Regions from separate parts of the Mus musculus genome. Here regions 2, 3, 4 and 5 are each linked to region 1. Evidence: chromatin contacts called from public HiCAR-type and promoter capture Hi-C data. All regions are on one chromosome and are shown on one strand. Each heading gives the region's core, a stretch centred on a gene start, on an enhancer-like site or on the middle of the called end of the contact. The rest is flanking DNA. Distances are from core to core; before and after follow the strand shown. Region 1 holds the start of Aktip (thymoma viral proto-oncogene 1 interacting protein). Region 2 holds the start of Brd7 (bromodomain containing 7). Region 3 holds the start of Snx20 (sorting nexin 20). Region 4 overlaps Cyld (CYLD lysine 63 deubiquitinase). Region 5 holds the start of Sall1 (spalt like transcription factor 1).

What was found. Promoter capture Hi-C pulls out the DNA fragments that hold promoters and counts their contacts. HiCAR-type assays count read pairs that join an accessible place to other places.
Region 2: a contact with region 1 is called in a promoter capture Hi-C map of embryonic stem cells, with 4 times the contacts expected there. The contact joins the promoter of Brd7 here to the promoter of Aktip in region 1. A contact is called at or near these places in 3 of 39 promoter capture datasets (embryonic stem cells, liver and pre-B cells), 2 of 115 datasets of contacts at active chromatin or transcription factors (astrocytes and embryonic forebrain) and 1 of 9 other capture datasets (liver).
Region 3: a contact with region 1 is called in a promoter capture Hi-C map of pre-B cells. The contact joins the promoter of Snx20 here to the promoter of Aktip in region 1. A contact is called at or near these places in 3 of 39 promoter capture datasets (the C10 cell line, liver and pre-B cells), 1 of 115 datasets of contacts at active chromatin or transcription factors (astrocytes) and 1 of 9 other capture datasets (adipose tissue).
Region 4: a HiCAR-type map of astrocytes shows a contact between it and region 1, with 5 times the contacts expected there. The contact joins the enhancer-like site here to the promoter of Aktip in region 1. A contact is called at or near these places in 4 of 39 promoter capture datasets (the C10 cell line, hippocampal neurons and liver) and 1 of 115 datasets of contacts at active chromatin or transcription factors (astrocytes).
Region 5: a promoter capture Hi-C map of embryonic stem cells shows a contact between it and region 1, with 5 times the contacts expected there. The contact joins the promoter of Sall1 here to the promoter of Aktip in region 1. A contact is called at or near these places in 1 of 39 promoter capture datasets (embryonic stem cells) and 3 of 115 datasets of contacts at active chromatin or transcription factors (astrocytes, embryonic forebrain and embryonic stem cells).

Annotation. Positions count from the first base shown.
Region 1 is chr8:91,131,208-91,136,153 of GRCm38.p6, reverse strand. It overlaps Aktip (thymoma viral proto-oncogene 1 interacting protein), which reads left to right and starts at 2,127. Exons shown (of 10, transcript NM_001302266.1): 1 at 2,127-2,254.
Region 2 is chr8:88,359,124-88,364,069 of GRCm38.p6, reverse strand. It overlaps Brd7 (bromodomain containing 7), which reads left to right and starts at 1,898. Exons shown (of 17, transcript NM_012047.3): 1 at 1,898-2,164; 2 at 2,360-2,568. The coding sequence starts at 2,116.
Region 3 is chr8:88,634,181-88,639,126 of GRCm38.p6, reverse strand. It overlaps Snx20 (sorting nexin 20), which reads left to right and starts at 2,999. Exons shown (of 4, transcript NM_027840.3): 1 at 2,999-3,141.
Region 4 is chr8:88,717,499-88,722,444 of GRCm38.p6, reverse strand. Cyld (CYLD lysine 63 deubiquitinase) reads right to left here. Exons shown (of 17, transcript NM_173369.3): 5 at 3,049-3,147. It also overlaps the pseudogene Gm17995. Among named protein-coding and RNA genes, the nearest start is that of Cyld, 23 kb to the right of the region's middle. Within about 2 kb of position 2,629, at least 7 of the 459 cell types and tissues checked have an H3K27ac peak or open chromatin away from gene starts, as enhancers often do. A contact at or near this core is called in astrocytes, where this site is marked.
Region 5 is chr8:89,040,595-89,045,540 of GRCm38.p6, reverse strand. It overlaps Sall1 (spalt like transcription factor 1), which reads left to right and starts at 2,679. Exons shown (of 3, transcript NM_001371070.1): 1 at 2,679-3,189. The coding sequence starts at 3,114. It overlaps Gm3134 (predicted gene 3134), which reads right to left and starts at 4,298. Exons shown (of 3, transcript NR_166639.1): 1 at 3,745-4,298.

The sequences.
Region 1 (4,946 bases), core at 878-3,377:
GGGGCTGTTTTCAGCTTGGGGAGGAAGTTGGAGTTTAGAGCCAGTCTTTGGGATTGCCACCAGGAATTTGACTCCCTGCCATTTAGTCTTACTCATTTACCAGCGTCTCAGAGGTCACTGAAATGGAAGAAGTAAACTTCTCAAAGAAGTGTTCTTAGAGTGGAAGGCACTGAATGAGGTGACAGAAGGAGACCTAAATGTTGTGCCTAGAAAATGGGGGAGGGGAGCCCAGGGGAGGGTGGCTAGGATTGCTCAGTACTGTGCAGTGAATTAGAGAGCTGTCCCACTCCAGGTTTGGAGGCTTTAAGGCCAAGGGCAGCCTTCACAGAATTGGGCTAGACCAGGAAGGAGGTGGCCAGAAAAGGTCGTCTTGAAAGCCAGGGGCCGTTGGGTTTTATGGAGCATGAAATGTACCCAGTGGGAGGCATTTGAACAGGGAAAGGTCACAAGTGTTTCAGGTCAAAGTGAGAGCGACACGCAAGAACTAGGTGGGAGCGGGCTACACGCCGCCATGGGAGAGGGCCTCCAACTTCGGTGCTAGAGACCTTTGTGACACCGGTTCCCTGGTTCTCAAGCCCCTGACAGATCTGTGGAGGGGCTGACTAGAGGCAAGCTCCCCTGACGCCCTGCCTCTTGAATGACAAAAAAGGAAAGGAAGCGACTGCTGTTAGGTATGGTGAAGGACAAAGTTTATGGCAGATAAAAGGGGGTGCAGAGACAGAGGCAGAGACATCTGGGAGAGTGAACATCCCCAGACTGAGCTGCGCCACCTGAGGAGATGTGGAAACAGAGAGCTAGAAGGGGAGCTGCCAACCAAGAGAGGCAGCTTGGTCTAAGAGACTGGCTAAGAGAGTAAGGGGTAAACTGAAAGGAGCAGGTAACCAAAATGGCTGAGTTACATGGGGAAGGGCTTCTAGGGAGAAAGGCAGCATGTTTCCCGGGCGGGGAAAAATTAGAGTAGGGGCCAGACATATCTTGTAACAAGTAGGGACTAAGGGATGCAGGCCACAGTAGAAACAGAGACTGTAGGCTGCAAGTCTGGCCATTTAAGATTTACACAGCCAAATATTGCCAGATTTCTTCCTTCCTTCCTTCCTTCCTTCCTTCCTTCCTTCCTTCCTTCCTTCCTTCCTTCTTTTTTTTTTTTTTTGGGGGGGGGGGTTCAAGACAGGGTTTTTCTGTGTAGCCCTGGCTGTCCTGGAACTCTGTAGACCAGGCTGGCCTAGAACTCGGAAATCTGCCTACCACTGCCTACCAAGTGCTGGGATTAAAGGCGTGCGCGCCACCACTGCCCGGCGCCAGAATTATTTCTTAAGTACATCAGTGTTGTTCGATAATAGTCGTTACAGAGGGTCATCTTGGCCACTGGGCAGAATTATGCTTTTCTCCAGAGAAACGGGGCTTTATGTCAGGCCAGAACTTCAGGATGCTTGTATCCGTTAGAGACACGTTCTTTGATACGCTAATGTGTTTAATGGCTGGTTGTAAATCAGGGTTGTCTTTTTTTTGGTTATGGGAATGGAACCTAATGCACATCAATCCCCGGGAAGAAACATTTACAGAATTCTTTCTAACAAGCCTGATAACTTTGGATTTATTGTAAAGGTAGCACTACCTCAGCTAAATTCTACTCTGTGTCACTTATTGTCTCCTAAGCAAGTTGATTAATAAATCCCATCACTCCCACCAGGGAGCTGCAGACCTCCCTCTCCAGCCAGTGGCTCAGAGTCCAGGCCTGGATACCGGCTGACGCTTGGCGGAGCCAAGAGCTAGCAGCAATCACTGCCGGAGACTGGCTATAGTGGCTGCCGCATAAACCTCTGGGTGGGTATCCATGGTGACTGACACACGCCACGTCCAATGGCGGCCTGGTGCCTGTTTGTTTCTCGTCCCAGCCTCCCCAGGGATTGAAGCTTCTTTGACTGACAGCTCGTCCCTGGGCGCTGTTACGTAAGGGGGAGGTACGAGCGCGGCCCCACCCGAGCGGCGCTAACTTGATTGGCAGGACGGAGCTCCAAGCCCCAACACCTCCCGGAAGTACGTTTTTGATGGACGGCGAGAGAGAGCCATTCGGCATGGGTATCCGAGCGGAAGCGCCCAGTCTAGGGCGTGTCCAGGGCGTGTCCCGCTGAGGGCAGGGCGGGGCGGGGCTCTGCGGGAGAGGAGCGGCAGGGGCCGGGCTGCAGGACAGCCGGAGATGCTGTTGGCCCGCGGTGGCGCTCGGCCCCCAGCGCTCCGCACCGAGGGCATCCAGGTAAGCGTCTCACCTCTGGGCTGGTGGCTACCGAGTCGTCAGGACAGAGGGTTTGTGTCCGCGGCCCGGCGTTCGGTTCCCTGGGGTGCGCTAGGGACCGGGGCGACGGCGGCCGCGCGGGGACACGGGGGCGGGGCCGCACCTGTGCGCTGCAGGCACCTGCTGCACCCGAGGAAGAGGGCGGCAGGGTTGGTGGCGCTCTGCTCCGCTTGGTCTGCCCCTCCTGCGCTGGGTCCCGTCTGTCTGGCGAGGGGCTGACATGAAGCCCCAGGCTCTCGGCCTCGGCTGCAGACTAGCGGGCCCAGCCAGCCTCCAACTCGCTTCCAGGCTAGGGCCGGGCACCAGCCTTACATCACCTCGGGACAGGTTTGTCCAGATTCTCTACGTGCTCCGAAATGGGATTGTGCCCCGGGCCAGGGTGCCCGGCCCAGCTAGCTGCCCAGCCAGCCGGGCTGTCGGAGGCCCGGGCTGTTTACTTTTCCTCGGTCCTGTCTGGTGGCCTCTTAATGTGGAATTTCGTAAACCCTTTTTGGGGTGATAACATTAGTTAGCTCTGTGTCACAGAAGAACGATGGTAGCTAGGTCTCATTGGCCCTCTGCGGTATACTCACTGTCGCATAGGTGAAGATGCAGACTTCGCTCAGCTGTGTAAATGCATGCAATCATTTTTTTTTTTTAAGAGTCAGAGGAGCAGGAAGTCTGGTGGTATTTTCTGCGAATAAGGATGGAACCTGTTTTCCTTACATCTGTCATTACTATTGGACGATGTCATGCTATGCTTATGGTAGATTGCTCATCTAGCAAACTGTAGTTTCTGAAAAGTTGGCTACGGTTCCTTGTGCTTATGTTGCTATTGGAACCACTGAGTTAAAAATATGGCTGCGCTGGACGGTACATGGTACCTTTTGGAGGAACTGAGGGCCATGTACTGAATTTTTAAAGGCAGAAGACATGAAAGGTGCCCAGTGCCAGTACATTTACAAATAGGAAATGCCACGCCTCTCAAGAGGTGAAGAAAAACCTTGAGAAAACATGTGTGTCTAGGCAGTGGGTTACTAGTCCTTAAGGAAAATATATAGTTTTCATTTGAGCCAAACAGGAACATAACCCTCCTTGAATTTTTGATGCACTATGGTGTCAGCCACCTTTAAAAGCAGGTTTGCAAAGCCCTACCTGGCTGCAAGTCAGCAAGTTAGTGGGAGAAGTGGGATCCCTGTCCTCTGGTTTAATTACTGGGTGACACTGTCTCCTGGAAAGCACGGCAGCAGTTATAGGCACTGGCTGGTACCCACCCATGGATGCTATATGCCCACAAGGCACTGCTGATTAGAGATACTGGTATAGCATTGCTTCTTAGAAATGTGAGTTTTGACCCCTTTCACCTTCAGGGATATAAATAAGAAGCCATCCTTTTAAACTCAGCAGACTTTGTGGAGGGAGTCTTGCAGCTGAGCTGGCTACTTTTGTGTCTGTCTTTGTATATTTACTAAGCCACCCACTGACCTTGTGGTCTTTGAAACCTGGTTTCTTTTTTTTTTTTTTTTTAAAGATTTATTTATTGATTATATGTAAGTACACTGTAGCTGTCTTCAGACACTCCAGAAGAGGGCATCAGATTTCATTAGGGATGGTTGTGAGCCACCATGTGGTTGCTGGGATTTGAACTCTGGACCTTCGGAAGAGCAGTCGGGTGCTCTTACCCACTGAGCCATCTCACCAGCCCGAAACCTGGTTTCTTATCCACTACCTGAAGTGTCTCTCTCCTTTGAACCCTCTGTGAATGTACGCATTTGAAATTCCTCAGGTGCAGAATACTGCAGAATTTTATACTGTATTTTTAGTACTTTAAACAAACCTCCTTTTGCTAGGAATACCAGTTACCTGTATTCCCTGTAGGTTAAGGCAGAGGCAGGAAGATTGGGAGTTTGAGGCCAGCCTGGGGTGTATCCTGAATTCCTGACTAACCTGGACCACATAGTGAGTTTTTGTTTTCTTTTTTTTTCCTTAAAGGGCAGTTTCTTGGAGTAGTAGGGACAGGACTCTACTCCCTTTTCCTCATACAGGTATATACCCCCCCCCCCCAGGTCAGGGTTTCTCTGTATAGCCCTGGCTGTTCTGAAACTCAGTCTGTAGACCAGGCTGGCCTCGAACTCAGATCACTGGGCTCATGTTTTTTCTTCCCTCACTGGCTGTTAGTCTTGTGCTTGAGATAAGTCATCCAGGAGATGCCTAGTCCCTCACCGTGAGGGTGGGGACAGTGACAGATAGAGCTTGAGTGTAGGTGTTAGAGTGCATACTGACTTCCCATTAGTCGGGTGCACAGAGGAGCCATACTGTGCTATAGGCTCATTAGGAGCCATGGCTGCAGTGTAAAGCAAAGCTGAATCTTGACCTTGCCTGGTCTAAATGCCGGTCAGGAACCTGGGATTCAGACGATGGTTTCCTTTGCTTGTTTTTGTGTCAGCAGGTATCACTATGTAATCCAAACTGGCCTGAAACTCTGCATCCTCCTGCCTCAGCCTCTCAAGTACAGGGCTTAGCATGCTTGGCTATGTACAGTCTTTTGTTGTGAGAAGCATTTAGGGTCTGCATTGGAAGGGTGTGGAGAAGGGATTATTCTTAGAGCTCTCTGATGACATTCCCAGCCCTCTTAAGTTGGGGACTGCTTGGCATGATGTGCCCAGGGTGTCAG
Region 2 (4,946 bases), core at 649-3,148, 2.8 Mb after region 1:
GGCAGTCCTTTGTCAAGGGCAAATACCCCTTACTCCTCTCCCTTGTTCCTGTCCCCTTCTCCGTGTCCTCTATCTCCTGTCTTTGTCTCTCAGTCCCTGACCTTTGTACCTCTAAAGCAAGTAAATCTTTGTGCTGAGAATTTGGCCTTGGAGTGTCTTGAGCTGACTTCGAGGTTCCCTACAGGGGTTTACACACCTAGCATACCACACACAAAGATAAACAACAAACCTTCCAGGAAAAAGCCATCCAAGAGTCCAACTTGTTGTTGGTTTTTGTTGTTGTTGTTGTTTTAATTTATGTGTGTGCGTGTGGCTGCATGGATCTATGTGCACTAAATGAACACAGGTGCCTAAAGAGCCAGGAGACACCCTGAAATTGGAATTACAGGTGCTGTGAGCTGGTGGATGGGGGTAAGTACTGGGAACCGAACCCAGGTCTTCTGGAAGAGCAGCAAGTGTTCTTAACTCCTGCATCTTCTCTCCACTCTCAAGTCCACTTCTGAGTACAGTAGAAAGGATCGGTTAGATTCTTTCTTGAGGAAAAAATGAGATTTTTATAAAATGTATAGGCCACTAGAAGGCTAAAAGTGCAGTAAAGACACTTTGCACTGTGTGTACTAACTAATGAAAAGGATTGTGACTCCAGTTCAAGCCTGGATTTGAATACTGATTCTACATCTGACCCCTATCTTATTTCTTTGGGCATCCATTTCCTCCTCTATAAAATGGGAATATGAATATTACCTGCTCTTGCTATTTTGTAAAGTTGTCTCACACACACACACACAGAGAGAGAGAGAGAGAGCGTGCACTTTATTTCCCTAGACATCTCTGCACATGCAACAGTGAGCTCTATTTTTAGATAGCATGTTACTATGTAGCCCTGGCTAGTCTGGGATTCAGTCCTCCTGCCTCAACCTGAGGGCCGGGATAGGCCAGCACAGCCATGCATGCATGCACCATCACACCCAGCACAAGCAGATCTTAACGTGGCCCATCTGGGTAAGTGCCAGTAGACAAAATTGTCAGTGAGCCACTGCCCAGAAGGGCTGGGCATCCAGAGATAAGAGAACAGGAACGGCACTGATGGGGGTGAGAAGCAGACAAAACAGCAGGCAGCCTGTGCCTCCCTGGGGAGCCAATAGCTGCAACCCCACCACCTTTTCGGAGGCAAGTTCTAGCTAATTTCTAGACCCTTAGCTTCCTTTTCTTTCCAGTTACTTTAGCATATAAATTGTTTTTTAAACCACAAAGAAAAGCATAAAAGTAAAAGAATCCACCCCTATACCGTCCTGGTCACCTGAAATAAAGTAAGCAGTACTGTTTCCAGCCTTTGAATCCAGACCACACCTTCACTTCCGGTCTCACTTTTGAACAACACTGCTGCACACTTGGTGCGTTTCATTTAGTTAACATCTTGGAGGCTTTATTCTATCATGAACAAGCCTTTGTTTTTGTTTTGTTTTGGTTTTTTTCTGTATGCATTTATTTATTTGTGCAAGAATATATATAAATGTAAACATTAGAGGACAACTTTCAGGAGTCGATTCTCTCCTTCATGTGGAACCTGGAGAGCGAACGGAGATCGTTAGGCTTGGCAGGACCCATATTCTTGGGTCTGCCCGATCCTGTACAGATGGAGTTCAATAATATTGCTAAAGACAAGAAACAAAAGCCAAGGAAAGTTAAAAGGATTCAGGAAAGCAGGGAAGAGCGTCGGGGATGGAAAAAGAAAGTCAAGACAGGCCCCGCCTCTGAGCCCGCCCCCCAGCCGCAGCCCCGCCCTCCACCACAGGCTGCAGCGCCGCCTCCGGCCGCCAGGGGCCGCCACGCGCCGCAGACCGCATCCCGTCCGCTCGGCGGCCTCTCTTTCCCGCTGGTTTGCCGGCCTCTCGCCCTCTCGCCACTGGTGTCGCGCTTCGGTCGCGTCCCGCGCGTGGTTTTTTTTTTTTCTCGTGAGGGACCTCGCGCCGCCGGGCGCGTGCCGTCCCCCTGCCTCGCGGCGCGGGCTCTCGCGGGCCCCGCTCCCGCCCTCCGCTCGCCTGGCCCGGACCGGAAGCGGCGCCGCACGGCCTGGGCCTGGCGCGGGGGGCGGGCTCTGGGGCCCGGTCGGACATGGGCAAGAAGCACAAGAAGCACAAGTCGGACCGCCACTTCTACGAGGGTGAGGAGCGGCTGGCCTGCCTGCGGAGCCGCGCCGTCCCCTGCCCGCAAGGCCCCGACCCGCGGAGATCGCCCCCGGCGGGGCGGCGTTCGACTCGGGCCTGCCGGTCCCGGCGGGGGTTCGTGGGGCGCTGGGAGGTGGGGCGCCCGCCCTCGGCCGGCCCCGGCTCAGCCCCGCGTCCTGCTCTTGTTTCAGAGTACGTGGAGAAGCCCCTGAAGCTGGTCCTCAAAGTCGGGGGGAGCGAGGTCACCGAGCTCTCCACGGGCAGCTCCGGGCACGACTCCAGCCTCTTCGAAGACAGAAGCGACCATGACAAACACAAGGACAGAAAACGGAAAAAGAGGAAGAAAGGCGAGAAGCAGGCTCCGGGGGAAGAGAAGGGGAGAAAACGGAGAAGAGTCAAGGTAAAGGGGGCTTTGTTGCTTATGGCCCCGGGCTCCAGTTCCCAGCCTCCTTAGCCTGTTCCAGTGCGACACCCAGACGTCTGGGAAGTCTGGCTTTGTGGAGGAGTGAGACAGACCAGAAGCCTGGGTCACCTGGGCGCTCAGCAAGTCTTGTCCCAAGTGTCCTCTCGAGCACCCGTGCTGTCCCCACACATCCTGTAAGCAGCCGAGTCCTGGTCTTCCGTGACTCCTTCAAAGGCTGTTTTTTTTATAATTGTCTTGGAAGGGTGAGAAGTCACTCACCGGAAAGCCTGGGAGGTTTGTCAAACGTAGCTGTTCTTCAGAAGTGAAGGCGATCTACAGGTGTCCCAAGTGTTCTCCTGAAATAAGTTATTTTAATGACAAATGGAGCTGGCGCGGCGTGATGGCACGTGCCTGTGATCTCAGCGCGCAGGAGACTGCGGCCAACCTGTGCTGCTTAATACAAAATAAGCAACCGTTTTCATTAACTAGAAAAGAGTAAGTAGCTAATGTCTTGATTTGCCAGGTAGGTTGAATAGTGCGGGTTAACTTTCTTCTCAAAGGTGAGTCCACCCATATCTGGAATTGCCCTAGAATTCTGCCCTTCCAAAATGTTAGCTGCCTGCCCTCAAGTGCTTACTAAAATGCGTTAGTACTTTTTGAAAGTCATCCTTTCTGAGGCTTAGTTTTAGAGTTTTTCTTTGCTTTATACAGTCATTGATGAGTGGCCAAGCCTTAGAGATTGTCTCTTTAAAATGTCTTAAATTATTGGGGGGGGGGGGAGGAATGTTTTAAATTTATTCTTTTTTGCCCAGAATTTTATGACCTTTAGCTTGACTATGGCAATAGTCACAGTCTTGGGTCAGGCTGGCTTATATTTTCATTTCCTAAATTACAAAAGCACACAGGCATGAGTCTTTGTTTTAACTGAGAGTTTTGAAAGTGAACATGTAAATTGTTTTACCTATGAGTTCGACAAGGCTTGTCTTGATTATATTCGTGGGTATTTGGGCATCAGGTATGCAGCTGGCCTAGAACTCAGTGTATGTCCGTCATTCTGGTTTTCCTTTTGCTGGGATTATGCATGTGGGCCACCATCGCTGGCTGAGAAGCCTAAGAAAAACTTTGAACAGGTAGATTTTGGTATGCTTTTCATATTTAAAAATCCTTGCCCTTGGGTAGACTTCTCATACAGATACAGAGTTTGAGTCAGAACAGAAATTTAAATTGAAAGATATTTTCTCTCAGAATTTTAAAATTTAGGACATGGGGTTAAGTGCATGTAGGTACTTGTGGAGCCCAGAAGGGGGTGTCAAATTCCTTAGAGCTGGAGTTACAGGCAGCTGTAAGCTGTCCAATGTAGGCACCAATTCAGCAGACTTTATGTCTTTTCTGGCTGCTGGTCAGCGCCCTGATTTAGCCTGTGACCAGCATTTGCTTTCTTGGAACTTTGGGATTGCCTCTCTCCTGCATCGTCACTTTACAGTAGATGCTGTGCTTTCAACTCAGGTGTTTAGTGACTGGAGTACCTCTCTGATCACTTTCTTCCCTCTAATGTTTTTATTCTCTGTCTTAGTTTTTTGTGTTGTTTAGGAGAGAACTCAACTTTATCTTCTGAGCTCAAGAATGTACATCTTAAAAGTTTCCAGGTCACGTGGGTGTTGCTTTGGTGGTCACTGCTTGGCAGTCTGTTCTCAGGCTCTACTTTGTACCTTTAGGTCAGTAACTCTGGGGTTCCTGACCAGCCAGCCACCTGGTCCCCAGCCTGTGGTCTCAACCCCTTTTGGGGTAGAGTGACCCTTTCACAGAGGTCACCTAGCAGTAACAGCAAAGTTACAGTTACGAAGTAGCAACAAAATAATTTCAGTGGCTGGGGTCAGCACAGTATGAGGAACTGTGCTGGGGTCACTGGAAGGTTGAGAAGCACAGGTCTAGAAAGCATCAGTGTCTTATTACTCCACATTTTTATAGCAACTTGTTCATACATTTAAATTTTGCCCATTAGAGAGACTTATCTTTCAAATCTTTATTTTATTTTTTAATGTGGATGGGTGTTTTGCTGTGTGTACATCCGTATGCCACTGAATGCCTGGTGCCCATTAGAAGTGAAAAGAAGGCCTTAAATCCTATGGTTCTGGAGTTGTGAGCCACTCTGTGAATCAAACCCAGGTCCTCTAGGAGAGCAGCCAGTCCTCTTAATTGCTGCTGGACCTCTCTAGCCCTGCCCTTTAGTTTTGAAGCTCATCAGTCCTGAGTTTGGGAGCCTGTGCTAGGTTTCACATCCTCTCTGTGATGTCTTTTTCGTCTTTACATGGATTTGTAAACATTTATCTACTGCTGGTCTCCCTTTCATGAGTGTTTGTGTCTCACATTCTTCA
Region 3 (4,946 bases), core at 1,750-4,249, 2.5 Mb after region 1:
TGGTGCATTATTACTCAATCTCTGGATTATTACTCTGGATTATTACTCAATGCAGAGTCCTTGCACATAAGAAGGACTGATTTAATCTTGCCAGTCAGAAGGGCGGTGGCCTGCCCAGGGGTACACTGAGTCAGACCTGAACTGGAGCCGCGGCTCCATTCATTTTCTGCATCATCTCACCTGTGCAGTCACACAGCAGTGATCCTCAGAGCACCCTCTAAGTGTGGGTATTGGGCTGAGTGCTGGGACAGGCTACCCATATGAACACAGCTTCCTGCCATTGTGGTGTTTAAGACAATAAGCAAACAGGCATGCCATCCGTGGTAGATGGCATGAAGTCAAGGGCAGGCTGCCTGGAGAAGCAATCCAAAGACAGACAGGAAGCTACAAGCCAGGGGAAAGAAAACCCCATGTGGAAAGACCCTAAAGAAGGGAATTTCCAGAGAGGGAACTCCTGGGCAGGCAAGTCTTCGCACCTCCACCATGCCCACCATGCCCACCATGCCCACCATGCCTACTGTGCTCCAGTGTGCTTCACCGTGGCTGTGCTAAGGGCAGCAAAGGATGCTGGGAGGGGAACAGTGAAGTCAGGAGGGGCAGGAGAGGGTGAAGTTCAGGTTGCCTCTAAATGTGATGGGACATTACCAATGGATCAGAGCAGGAGAGATGCTCTCTGACTTTGGAATCCAGAGAGGGCATCTGACTCAAGATGGCAGACTCTCCCCTTCTTGACTCCATGGTGCCCACCTTTCCTCATTTGGCCTTGGTATTGCCACTGTTGTGAACAGGGATGCCCACTGCTCTGTCCTGGCCCACCATGATCTTCTTTGTTACAGAATGAATATGCCCTCTCAGACCTTGGCATGAAAGTCCTAACATACAATGTGATGGCCCTGACAGGCAGAACCTTAGGAAGTGACTAGATCATGATGTGAAGCCCTTATGGGACTATGTCCCTTAAAAAGGAGACCCCTGAGAACCCTCTAGCCCTCTGCTAATTGTGGGCCATTACAACAAAGAGATAGCCATTAACAAACCAGGAAGCAGGCTCTCACCAAACACTGGATCTGCCATCACCATGATCTTGAATATCCCAGCCCCCAGAACTTTAAGACACAAGCTTGGTTGTTTAAACCACATGGCATAGGGCATTTTGTTATGGCAGCCCAAGTGGACAAGACATAGCCCTTGCCTGTACCCCTCTCCCATCCGCTTCTGGGCTTCAGAGAAAAGCCAGCACCCAGCAGATGACAAAGTCTCCTGGTCACACTGGCCCAGTTGTGTTCCTCCAACAAAATCTGGGCACACCTCCATGTCAGGTGGTTTCCAAAAACTGGGCCCCTGCCCCAAAAGAGGAAGCAGTGACTGTCACACTATTCCCCTGTGGCTGCTAACTGCTGTGATGAGCTCACAGGGTTTGGAGAAGAATGTAGAGCCTGCTGTGGCATCTCACAGATTTCAAGCCTGGGCAGAGACAGGGCAAGGAGCTGGAAAGATGCACGGTAGGAAGAGGAGGGGCAGAGGCACACACCTCTCTGCAACCTCTTGTCTCTTTACCACACTAGGCCCTCTGCCAGGCAACACGAGGCAGAGGCAAATGAGATCCGGCCCTTGCAGCTGGGACTGGCTAGCCAGAGGCACGCCATGCACAGTAGTTCTCTCAAGCTCTTGCCAAAACCAAATTCTTATGGATATGTGTGTTCTTGGTATGATAGTGATGGTGGTGCAGAGAGGCAGGATGTTGTACAGAGTCCTGAGCAGAAAGGCAAACGATGAGGATTTTAGTATGCCCTCAGTTGCCAGCCTCACACGCTCAGCATGACACCATTAAGTGTTCTGTACACCTTGACTCATCATAAGCTTCCTGAGGGCCTGTGGGGTTGAAGCAGATGCAAATGAGGGCGAAACCTCTGTGACAGTGAAAAGCAAGATTGATTTAGTTGAGCATGGTAGACAGCATCTATTCATCACAAGATCCTTTCAGTGCAAATGTGAGCCTCGGGAGGAAAAAGAGATTAAGAAGCACATGTACCCAAAGGAACCCTCTCGGCCTATCTTCAGCCATTAACGCAATTCGATAAAAGACAAAGAAGGCAATGGACTCCAACGGAGAAGAGATGGGTGGGAAATAAGCCTGTAAAATGTCTACCATAATTATCCTTTGTGGGACCCAGTGTTGTAAGCTATGAGGTGACACCCCTGCCCACACTGTAGAATGGCTTCAAGAAGTATTAGCCATGCCAAGGGTAGAGAAGGTACAGCCTGGCTCATTCACAGCCAGGGGAGTGCAAGATGTCCACCTGGGCCGTACCCTAGCCTATCCCATGACCTTTCTGTGTCAGGCACTGGCTCCGCATCCCACCAGCTCCATGCACCAAACCTCAGTTCTCCAGCTTGTCAACAGAACACGAAGGGCCCCATTATGCCTAGCTCATAGCTAGGATAATAACTATTAAAAGAATGTATCCCCAAATCCTCATGTTAGACTGAGATCCCTAACATAATGGGTTTGGGAGGTAGGGTCTTCTGAGAGTTGACTGTCATAAGGACAGTCTTCATAAAGGGATTTATGCTGTAACTGTGAAACTGGGGTGCATAAGGTAAGCTTTCTCTTGTCTGTCCACCTCCTACCATGGCATGTCACATGCGGCAGGACAGCCCTCACAGACACTACCAGTGTGCTCTTGCATGTTCCGGATCCAGAGCTATAAACTAAATAAACTTTCGTGTGTGTGATTTTTTTTCCTTCAGTTTATCGTCTTCTGTCATTGCCACAGAAAAGGACTAAAACAAAGGACTTTGAAATGAATTCTCCAAATGCCAGCTATCGTTCGGGTGTCTAATACGTATCAAGCTGCTTAAAGCTGCTGTGAAGTTAAACTGTCCTCCTGTTGGTGGCCTTGACCCACGTGGCCTGTATGATGTACTGCAGATATTTGTCTAGGAGGTTCAATGTACATCTTTCAGCAACCAATAAGCTGGGGCCCCTGAAGGAGATCACTCAGCCCATTTCCTGTTTTCAAAAGGAGAACTCAGGATTGCGGCAGACATTCAGCCATCTAGTTGGACCTTGCAAAAAGAGATCGGACTGGGGCATGTGACTCTCCTGGACCCCGAACCCACAAAGCCTGAAGATCCCAGGTCAGTCAGTGTTTGACCCCAAGCGTAGCTGGCTTCTGCGCCCTGAGACCCAGTGATGTCCTTGAGAGGCCCTCTAGGAACTCCCTGGGTACTGGTTAGGAGGGACCAAGGGTGGTGAGAGTATGGGCTGTCCTTAGAAACTGGGGCCAAACCCACCTCCAACCTCTAAGCCTGACTCCTTTTGCAATGCCAGGCACTGGTCCTGTTCCTGGGAACAAGTCCAGGCTTGTATTTCTCAAAGGGTGGACCCTGTAGCCGAGTAAGAATCCGGAGCCCACCCCAGCTCTGTCTGGGTGTTGTGGGGTAGGCAGCCTGCTTGCCTTAGAGCTCCTAACACTTCCTCTCCCCAGTCCCAGTGGGGATTCTGATGTGCACACCCAACTGAGAGCGCTTCCAGCGGCAAGCTCCACAGAGAAGCACCCAGGGGTCCCATGGTGCTCAGGGCAGGTGGAGCCTTGGCTGGCCCTTCAATGGAGACCTGAGGAGGCTGCCCTACAAAGAAAGGAGACTTAAACTCAAACTCCCGCAGCCAGGGCTGCCGCTCCCTGTCCTTCCTTTCCTTCCTTCCTCCTCCTCTTTGAATGGGTGCCTCTCAGTTCTTCTGTCTTATGGGCAAGGGCTTTTACTATATTCTACCAGATTTTCATTAGCCACCCCCCACAACCTTCCCCCTGCCCCCGAGAAAGGTGGCCTCGGCTCTACAAGTGGCCCTGTGTATGAAGGAGGAGGACTGAAGAGGGCAGGGCCCCTTGAAGTGGGGAACAAGAGCCAAGGCTCCCGGAAAATGAAGATTGTCATGCACAGAAGATAGTAAGGGGTGGAGGGGTGGGAGCCTGCGACTCTGCTCTGTCCTCTGGGCCAAGTCCAGTCCCAACATCTGCAGTGCTTTGTTCTGATGGCTAGAAATCTTTCCCACTGAGGGTGTGGAGTGATAAGGCAGCCCTCAGAACCCTCTGTCCCCAAGGAGCTTAGCAGCTGGGCGTAGTGGCGCAGGCCTTTGATCCCAGCACTTGGGAGGCAGAGGCAGGCAGATTTCTGAGTTCGAGGCCAGCCTGGTCTACAGAGTGAGTTCCAGGACAGCCAGGGCTATACAGAGAAACTCTGTCTCAAAAAACTAAAAAAACAAAAAACCAAGGAGCTTAGCAAAAGGATCAATTGCCCACAGGGGGAAACTGAGGCTTGGATGTGTTTGGGAAACTGTCAACATATCATCTTTATCTACTTGTCTTTAAATGGGTCACTCCCAGCCTGTCCTGTAAGAGGACAGGAACAGCTTTGGTTGTGGCTTTGAGTTTTATTCTAAGCCTCGGTTTCATGCCAGTTTTTGAATGGTTTACCAGAGCACGCAGCACGGGCACATTTCTGCGGTCTTCCGAAGCCCCATGGAAGAAGTTCCCTGCAGATCTGGAAAGGCCTGGACCACTAGGGCCAGTTCCACAAGCCACCACTCACTTCACAGACAAAATCATAGGGAGAGTACAGAGTGCCCATAGGAAACACTACATCTCCATTCGGTAAAATAGGCCCCCTTGGCATACCTGTAGTCCCAGCCCTAGGGAGGCAAAGACAGGAAGATTATGACTTCCGGGCAGCTTGGGCTACATAGTGAAGCACTATCTCAAAAAACAAAAGCAAGCAAACAAATAAAACCCCCTGTTAAATATGACAGCCTATGGACTACCTACTATCTTGCTTTAGCACTTAGCACAGTGGTTCTCAACCTATGGGTTGTGACCCCCCCCCATAGGGGTCACAGTCAGATATCCTAAATATCAGATATTTATATTAGAATTCCTAACAGTAGC
Region 4 (4,946 bases), core at 1,380-3,879, 2.4 Mb after region 1:
ATAAAGACATTTCAGTCTACAAAAGAACAAATGTGCAGCAGTGTTACAGAGCCTACATATGCACACAGTTCTCTTACAAAGGTGTGTGTAAGTGCGTTCTCTGGGAGTCACAGAAAAACACAACTGCCTAATGATGTACTGCTCAGAGTGCATCCCATGTGATTATAATTTCCCTTTGTAATCTTCAAATGCTATAATCAAACTGAAATTAAGAATAAAAAAATTTAGCTGGGCATGGTGGCACACACCTTTAATCCCAGCACTGGGGAGGCAGAGGCAGGCGGATTTCTGAGTTCAAGTCCAGCCTGGTCTACAGAGTGAGTTCCAGGAGCCAGGGCTATACAGAGAAACCCTGTCTTGAAAAAAACAAAACAAAACAAAACAATTCAGGTTTAGGCGAGGTGTGTGGTAGTAGAGTCCTGGTTTAGTTTGTGTAAGGTGCTAAGCTTGATCCCAGGATCACCTTTCCCCCAAAAGAAAATCAAAACAAAATAAAACAAAACAAAAGGAACATAACTTCAGTGTCTGGAGCTATGCCTGAGTGATGAAGGACTTTCCTCACCACATATAAGGCTCTGTTGACTTTGACTACAAACATTACAAAAAATAATAACTTAATTTTTTTTTACATTTACTATTTAAACATCTTAGAATTTTACCAGTAAAATTTCTTGTTTTTTATAGTTTCAGGGGAAGGACTTTTGGAGGACCTCTGGGGCAGCCAGTAGATGGTCCTAGCAGTGATGCCCGTGACCCGAGTGACTGGTGGCACCTTCCTCCCCTCAGGTGGAGGCCATGTTAAGCTTGAATGCCAAGACTGTGAAGCCCAATGGTAGAAGCCCAGTGAGTTTGAATCTTCCATCTCTCAGGCACTGCTCCAGCTGGAGATGAACTCAGATCTCAAGACATAGCAGCAGGAACTCAACATGACCAAGGAAATTGAAGTTGGAGGTCCAAAAGCTATATTAATTTTTTTTTTTACCAGTTCCTCAGCTGAAATCCTTCCAGAAAATCCAAGTCCAGCTACTTTGTGAAATGGAGAAAAGGTTCAGTGGGAAGCAAGTAGTCTGCATTGCTGGGGGAGGACTCTGCCCAAGCCAACAAGGAAAAACTGTACAAAAACACAGTGAAGGCACCCAGAGGCTGCAACCTGATGACAGTGCACTATGCCATCCTTGAGGGCTTGATCTTCACACATGAGACTATGGGTAAGAAGATAGTGTAAAGCTGGATGAGCAGCTGGCTCAGAAAGGGCCACTGAGACAAAGAACAGCAGAACAATGTGCAACACAGGGCCACAACATTGTCTGCTGTGGATAAGAAGCTCACAGGCAAGGATGTTAATTCTGAATTCCCAGAGTTTCAATTTTAAAGAAAAAAAGTAAACTTGCCATTCATAGTAATAAACATATAAATGAATAAATAAAATTTCGTAATTTTCTCATGTCTGAAAAAAATGAAGCACCATAATTTCTCACACTTTAGATTATAGGACAAATCATACTAGAGATTAATTATGTGGTCTTAAAAACTCTATTTAATGCAAGTTAAATTCTAAACTGCTAAGTAAAATTTTATTTCTCTACCAGAATCTTCCTCTGTTACATGTAGAGATCACACAACTCTTTTTCTATTAGCTTCCACATATCTCATAGGTTTATAGCAATGGTTCTCAACCTGTGGTCATTCAACTTGGGAGATTACATACTAGATATTCATTACAATTCTTAACAATAGCAAAATTACAGTTTGAAAGTAGCAACAAAGCAATTTTATGGTTTAGGGTCTCCATAACACAAGGAACTGTATTAAAGTGTCACAGTATTAGTATTAGGAAGTTTGAGGACCACTGGTTTATAGGGTGATGGTTAAATCAGAAGAAAGTAGACCTGCATTACAAACAGGTACAAGACACTTCCCTGCCTCAGTCTTAGATATACAAAGACACACCTCATTGGTGATCAGTGCGAATTCCTCAACCTATACTGAAGCCAACTGCTTTTCAATTTAAAGTAAAAAGCTCTGCACTTCACAGTTTAACTCATACTTCATGCAGTACACCTGTAGCCAGCTACTTGGAAAGCTAGGATAGAGGAATCACCAGAGTCCAGAAGCTTAAATTCAACATAGGAAACTTACCAAGGCCCTCATCCCCAAATAAGAAACCTATAGCTTTTTTATGTTTGAGAGTAGGTGATCTTATGGAGTGTTTTCTGTGTGTATGACATGTAGGTATGTGTATGAAAAGGTATGTGTGCATGTGTGTGCTAGTCCTCAAGAGCTTATTGTGTTTTGTTTTCTTTAAAGAATGCCTCCACTGACCTGAGAGTTGCCAATTAAAATAGGCAGGCAGCTGATAGTGATAGCTAAGAAATCTCAGGAATCTCCTTGTCTCCATGTCCCCAGTGTTCTGTCAAAAGGAGACAATAATTCCTCAAACTCCAAAAGGCTGTCCTAGGCTATAGAAGGATTTCTGCTAGTTAGATAAAAGCCAGCATTCCTCAGGAACTTCTGAAGCTGGTTCCTCTCTACCAAAGGAGCCATTTCCATAATCACTGGTAGAAGGGACAAATGGTTCTCTGTAGTGTCTATTAGCACACCAGAGTGCATGCTGGCCTCCAGGCTCCCTCGGCATCCTAAGTATCTGTGAAACACTTCACAGCCCATGCTCCTCTCACCTCCTCCTCTACCCTAACTCTCTCCAGCTCATGGGCTTCCCTACTCCCAGCCACCCATTTGTTCCCTATATAAAGGCAAGAGTTTCCCTTGCCCCCACAATTCTTGCTTCTCTTGCAAATGGCCCTGATCATGTCCAGTCTGCTTCCTTTTCTTTCTGCTCTGGACTCTTTCAGCTGCAAAAACCTCCCCTGACAATTCATGGGGTGGCCATTTAGTTTCTTTACTGCACCCTCACAATCATGTACATAAAACTTTAGTTTACATAAAATGCTTGAGTTACACACACACAACACACACACAAATACTATATAGATTATTTAACATTTGGAAAATCAGATATCATGTAAACTATCAAGAATAGCTCCATACCTGTAACCTTTGGTTTATTATGACTAGATGAACCTTTGTCACCTACACCTCTTGACATAAAGGCAAGTTTGGGAGGCCTCCTTTCCTGTGTCACGCTATCTGAAACAGCAAACACACTTTTTAATATAAACATAAATTCATGTAGAAGAGAAATAGTTTAGCAATCAATGACAAGAGCATAAACAAAACAAAACAATCCTTTCCAACAAAAAAGAATAATCTTTATAGTCATGCAGATTCTCTTTAAAGACTCAAAAACACTGCAAAGTAATTTCTCACGGAAAAGAACATCAGCACTGTTCTTTTGTAAATCCTTCCAAATGCTTTAACTTTTGAAAAGCTAGTCAGAGGAAGTCGATTCTGTTTGATTTTTAAAAAAGCTATAAAGAAAACTTTACATAAAGAAAACCTTACATAAAGAAAACCTTATTCATAGTTTTTGCTGCATTTTCCAGATCAGCAAGCCCAGCACAACCCTCCATATTACAGTGTTTTACACTCAAGCATTTACAAAAGGTGCTGAGATAAAGATGGACCATTTATTTACTGCAAAAATCAGAATCTTTACACGCCGACATGCCTAAAGAATCTCTAAATGATGTGGCACTAAATGTATTTGATAAAACCTTTTGTGCCATTCTAGTGAGAATCTCAGATTAATTTATTTCACAGAGATAGCTTGATAACAGTCTGTTTAGGAGACAGATCAGGATTAGGAATGCTCTGAGGAGTAAATATGCTTCCACTTTTAACACAAACACATTAAAAATAACAGATGTGTATACAAACACATGAAAACAAGAAAAACACAGATTTATGCACAGATCAATAATGCAGAAAGCCAGAGACGCACAATAGTAATTTTTTTTTTTTTTTTTTAAGAAAGCAACCTAAGTTTCATTCCAAAGTACAGACACAAAAAGGTTTGGCAAACTTCTTTAGATGCAAAGGTATTTCTAAACCTTAAAACAATGTCAGAATTCATATGACACTTATAAACACGGACCAAATAAACATAAGGGAGTTAGGTGAAAGGTTCCCCCTTAGGAAGTCCAACAGCACATCCATGAAGTGCAGCACAATGCTGAGGAGCCATACCTGATAAAGCTGTTATCAGCAAAAAACGGGATCACCCACAGTGGAATTTTGAGGACAGAAAGGAAAAATAGGAAATTTTTTTATATTTAAAATACAGAAAAGGACATTTAAAATGAAAAAGGGAGTCACACTGAATTAAGTAAATATAAATAATGCTTGATATCTTTTTCCATGGTTGGAGGAAGAGGGAAATATATTATTAAATATATATTAAATTATATATATCTTAAACATCTCAAAATACAATCAAATGAAATACTGGAATATCATTTCAATTAAAAAATTATACTGGATGACCATAATTTTAACAAATAATATAATAAAAGAAATACTAAAAGTGCCTTTATGACATTACCATTCAGGTATCTGTAAATATCATCTATGAGAGTTTTTATAGGAAAAAATAACTCTTTGTCACTGGAGAAATGCCCAAGTCATAGCATATAAACTGACTAAAGACAACTATGCCCACTGTCAACTATAACTAAAAGTATGTAACTCTATTAAAAAGAGATGTTTGTAATCCAACATATATATACATATTAGGCTTAATGGCTTAAATCTGAAGAAAACTTAAATATGATATGGTTGACAGGGTGAGGAATAAATTTAGCAGACAATTTTCTTAAGATTGAAATTATCATGATTAAAGATATTCAAGGATATAAGTCCACTCAAAAGCACACCAAAATGCACACAGTAGCCCTATTCATAATAACTAATGGCTAAAACCAATCTATTCTATAGAACAAATAAACATTGAGGTATATAAAATTGTGAACTGAAGATAAAGGTCTGTG
Region 5 (4,946 bases), core at 1,430-3,929, 2.1 Mb after region 1:
CGAACCGCGGAACTTGGGCGCGAGACAATGGCCTGTAATTGATGTATCGCCACCAACAATAAAGACCAATTCTCTCCCGGCCATTCCAACCGTCCCCTTCCTCCCATCCCCCTCCTCCACCTCCCCTCTTCTCTCTCCCGGCCAAAGGGAAAGAAAACAAACAAGAAATTAGCGGGGGATGCCGCTCACAGAGCCAGGCGCCCGCCTCTACGTCGTCGAGGACTCAAAAGAACGAAAAAAGTTATCAAAGTTTAGATACCCGCAATTAATTCGTCTCTGCTCGCCCATTTTTAATTAAACAGCGCGAAGCAGCAGATTTTGCGTTTTCGTTCGTTTGTGGTGTTTGGGGGGAGATTCCCCCCACCCTTAATCACACATAGAGCCAACAGTGAGCACGTGTGAAGCATCTCCCTGGAGCTTCCCGCGGAGCACACCCCGAGAAGGGCTTGTAGGACCGCCAGCTCCACTGGGTTTCTGGCCACTGGATTGCCCGGAGGCCAGGACTTTCAAGAAGCCAAGAATGTTAAAGACTGTTGAGGGCGGCTCTAAATACCGGCAGATTCAAGGAAGAAAGGTGCGCCTGGAAGCTTCGGTGCACCCTGAGGGGTGCACGTTGGTGTGTTTTCAAGCGCTCCGATTTGCGGGGTAGGGGAGAGTGCTAGATTTAAAAGTGTTCCGGTCTGATCACGTTCCCGGGGGTTTGGGGAAAGTAAGCGGCTAGCACCCCAGGAGCGCGCAAATCCATCTTTGCCGAGAGATCTCTTTAAATATTCAGTGAGAAATAATGGCATTTGAAACACCACCTATGGAAACATTATTATCTTCATTCTTCAACATCAGAGCCACTGATAGCTTCGTTTGTCTTTTTATCAAAATCTACAGTACCCAACAGAACCTGGAGAGAAGGGAAGAGCGAGATGCGGGAGAGAGCCGGAGACCAGGGAGACGCGCGAGGGGTGGGAGAGCAAGGACAAAATAAAAAAAAAAAGAGAGAGAGGAAGGATGGACGGGGAGAAGGAAAGAAGGCAGAAGTTAAACCAAGAAGTATAAAGTCAGCAGACATAAAAAGATACTTTCAACTAGCACACAAAAGATTAGGGGAAAAAGAACCGTGGAAAGGGGCTAAAAGCCATTTAAGAGAGTGCGACATGGGTCCTGAGTTCCAAGGCTCTGCTGTGAAGGCTAGTGCCCACTTCGCGCGAGCCGACTGTGTCACGATCCAGACTCAAAGGCGCTCCAGAATTGGGGCGTCCTTATGAGCCCTCTCCTCTCCTGATCGCGAGATAGGGCAAGGATTGTGTATCTGCACCCCTCCCCCGCCTCCACCCCCATTACTCAGCCGAAGTTTAGTTAGTTTAGTCCTTCGGGTGCAGGACTTCGGGAACCTCGGCGAGCGGAAACCCCGAGGCAGGAGGAGGTCTAAACTAAGCCGAGGACCAAGCCTCAGGTTCGCAGGCGCCCAAACCCGGAAGAGGGAGTACAGGGCCCGGATCCCTGGGTCCCGTGAGCGGGTAAGAGAGGCTGGCTCCCAGCTCTGGGAGAGAAACAGAGAGAGATGGAGAGAAAAGTTTGGGCGCCGCACGTAGCAAGTGTCGGAAAAGTGAAGGCGAGTCACGGCGTAGCTAGCAGGGCAACGAACAGGACCCCCCCTCCATGCTCACTCACTCCGGGTAGCCACCTCGTCTGCGACGAGGTGGCGGCCTCCACCCCTAGGACACGGAGCACTAGGGTCCAGGGTAGAGGCGGTGCCTAGGGTCTGGCTCCAGCAGCACCACCCAGGCCAGGGGAGCGCTGCTTAGCACAGAATTAGCTGCGCCCCTCCCCTCCCTCCCGCAGAAGCTGAACTCGGAGCTCAGGCAGGTCCTTGCTCTCCACCCGCCCGGAGCTTGGCGGCGCCACGGTGGCCGCCGCCTCCCCGCGGAGTGACGCGCCCTGCAGCCAACCGGGGCGGCCGGGGGGAGGTTCGGGAGGGGGTCCTGGGCGGAGCCGAGCCGCCCCCTTATCCCACGGGCTCGGGGCGCTTCTCCCGAAAACTTCAGCCCTAATTGTCCCGGGAATGTCCAAGGTAGAGAAAGGGAGCTAAGGAGCCAGCAAGAGGCTGGAGGGTCGCCGCTCCCAGGCAGGGAGAGGATGGGGTGGCGAGAAAACTGCCCCTCCCCCCAAGCCCCAAACCCATCACGTCCCCAAACCTTTCCTGGGTCCTCTTCTCCGCACCCCCGCGAGCCCGGGATCCTGAGAGTGGAGAACTCTGGGCGAAGGATCTCCGAGCCAGGCGGCGGGCAGGCGGGAGGGAGGCCCGGCAGCGAGCGGGAGGCGGACTGGCGTGGGGCTGGCTCTTCCCCACTCGCTTTTTTTTTTTTATGAGAGTGGGGGTGGGCTGCTTTCTGGTAGCTCTTAAAGAAAATGAAGGAACACTCACGAAATGGGGCGCCCTCTCCTACCCCGTCCCGCCACGGGACTCCCTCCCCCTCGCGGGCCAGTACGCAGCGCGGGAGTTAGGAAGTTCGCCGCTCGCCCGCAGCCTGGGTCCCCAGCCCCCGCCGCCAGCCCCACCCCCACGCGGCCCTGCTCCGCTAGGCTCCCGGGCGAGCATGCTAATTCGGGTCGGCCCAGCCCGGGATGGAGGGCGGGGGAGGGGGGAGGGGAACGAGCGGGGGGCGCCGGCCGGGGCGCTGGGCGCGCAGTGGCGAGGAGGCAGGCCCCCGGCGGCCGGGCCGCGGAGTCCCCGGCGGTCGCCAAGAGGGTTAACCAAGAGTCGGGCGGCGCGGCGCGCAGAGCCAGCCCCGCGGCCGGCTTATTGGGCCAGCGCGCGGAGAGACAGGGGTCTGCAGCAAATCACGAACTAATTGATTAAGGCGAGCGGGTTTGAATAGCGCTGGCCCGGTGCCAATCGCCTTTCAAAGAGCCCCTCTATGATTAATCGCAATGCATTATTGATAATCATAATTATAGCAGGACACATGCGCGCTGTGCCCGGGGCCGGGGAGCCGGGGAGGGGGCGGGCGGGCCGGCGGGCGGGGGGAGCCGCCGCCGCCGCCGCTCGATTTCCGTAATTTTGAGAAGATTTTTTTTTAGTAATTTTTTATTCTGCCCCAGCTGATGTTTGAGCCAGCATGTCGCGGAGGAAGCAAGCGAAGCCTCAACATTTCCAATCCGACCCCGAAGTGGCCTCGCTCCCCCGGCGAGATGGTGAGTGCTCCGGCCGGCGCCGCGGACACACAGACACGCACTCACACGCACACTCGGACCCACGCACACGCGGCGGGCCCCGCGCCCACCGCCGCTTTCGCCTTCTGCACTCGGCGCGTCTGATTTTATTTCATGCTTCCTCGATTTCAATTTGCCGGGCCAGGCTTCCCCTGTCCCGGGAGAGCCAGCCTATCCCGGCTGGAGCTTTCCGGAGTTCCGTGTCCTCGACTGGGCGGAGTAGGGTCGACTGGCCGGCTCGCTCCTCCGCCCAGAGGGTCGGAGAAGCCGCGGCCACGACCCTGCCGCCCCGAGGGGCGATCTCTCGGGCAGAGGCCATCTGGAGCTGCCCACGCGAGCTCTCTCCCGCTCCCCGCGCGCCACCCGGGTCCCCGGGCTGGGCCTCTGTCGCCTGGGCCTCACCGCCCAGCCCTGCGGCCAACGTTAAAGAAGTTTACTTCGTCCGGGTGGCTGAACGCCGAGCGCGTGGGGAGCTCTCCGTACCCACCCCCCCCCCAAACTCTCGTTCCCACTTGGCTAGCGGGCGAAACATGGTACCTTTGGGGGTTCCGAGCCGTGAGAACTGGGGGTTGGGGTGGAGGAGCGACATCCTGGGGTCGCGGCCGAGTGCTGCCGGTCGCTCTGGAGACTGACTTAGGGACAGGGAAGTGTCGCTTGGTCCGGCTTCCCAAGTTTGTTCTCCTGTCGTTTCTTTCCACACTTGCACCCATAACCCGTCAAAGTCGGGCTTGGATGTGTGCACCCCACGTATTATGGAGTCCCATCCTTCGGGACCCGTTCTGGTAAGGGTCATTAGACACTTTCTTGGGTCCCGGGTATTAGCCCGCCAGACCCCTGGAGCCAGCCGAGCAATGAAGGCAGGGTTCCGAAAGGACTGAATGAGTAGGGAAAAGTTTGTGTGCGGGAACTGTGGCCTAGAATGGGAGAGACCCGCGCAGGGAACTGGGGTCACTGAGGGAAGACCCCCTCCGACCCCAGCTTGACCTGAACTGTTCTAGGGCAGAGTTTCCGAGCTCCCAGGCCAGAGGCTACGCTCGGTTCCGGGGTCACCGGACTTTGTGCCTGACTCTCCGCTGCGTCGGTTGGAGAGTGACCAGACCCGAGGCTCGGCGGCCCCGGCTGCCCTTCGGGAATCCTCGATCCCGGGCGTGGAGGAAGGAGCTGCACCCCAGCAGAGCTCGGAAGCGTGACCTGAGATCCGCACCTCTGGCCACTACGCTCTGCGGGCGCTGGAGCCCCACATCGCAGGCTCCGTCCCCAGAGGCCTGGCTCTGAGCGGCTCTGGGTGCGGGTACGCGCAGGCAGAGCCAGAGCGACAAGGGATCGACAGCTTACTTCCTCCTCGCTGTTGGGAGAGGGCAATCCTGGCGTGAGACACCTGGACATTTTTTCAGGCGATCTGAGAGCCATTAAGGCAACTGTTTTGCCCAGCACCTTTGGAAGCTCGAAGCCTCACCAGTGTGATTCTCTGAGTCCTCTGGAAGGATCCCTTGAAACACACCCAGTTTCCCACCCCAAAAGAACCGGTTTGAGGGTAAAACCAGATGAAATTAGCCAAGGCCGCAGCAACCACTCGGACTATTTTTGTGGGGTTTCTCAGCTAGTTTCTTAGGCTTTCTGCCGCCCCCACAACAATCTTTCCTAAAGTGAGGCCTTTGCACCGGGATGCTGTTAAAACTTAACAATTTGCATACGGGGGTGGGGGTGGGAGAAAAACAACCTGGGGAAAGAGAGGTGTT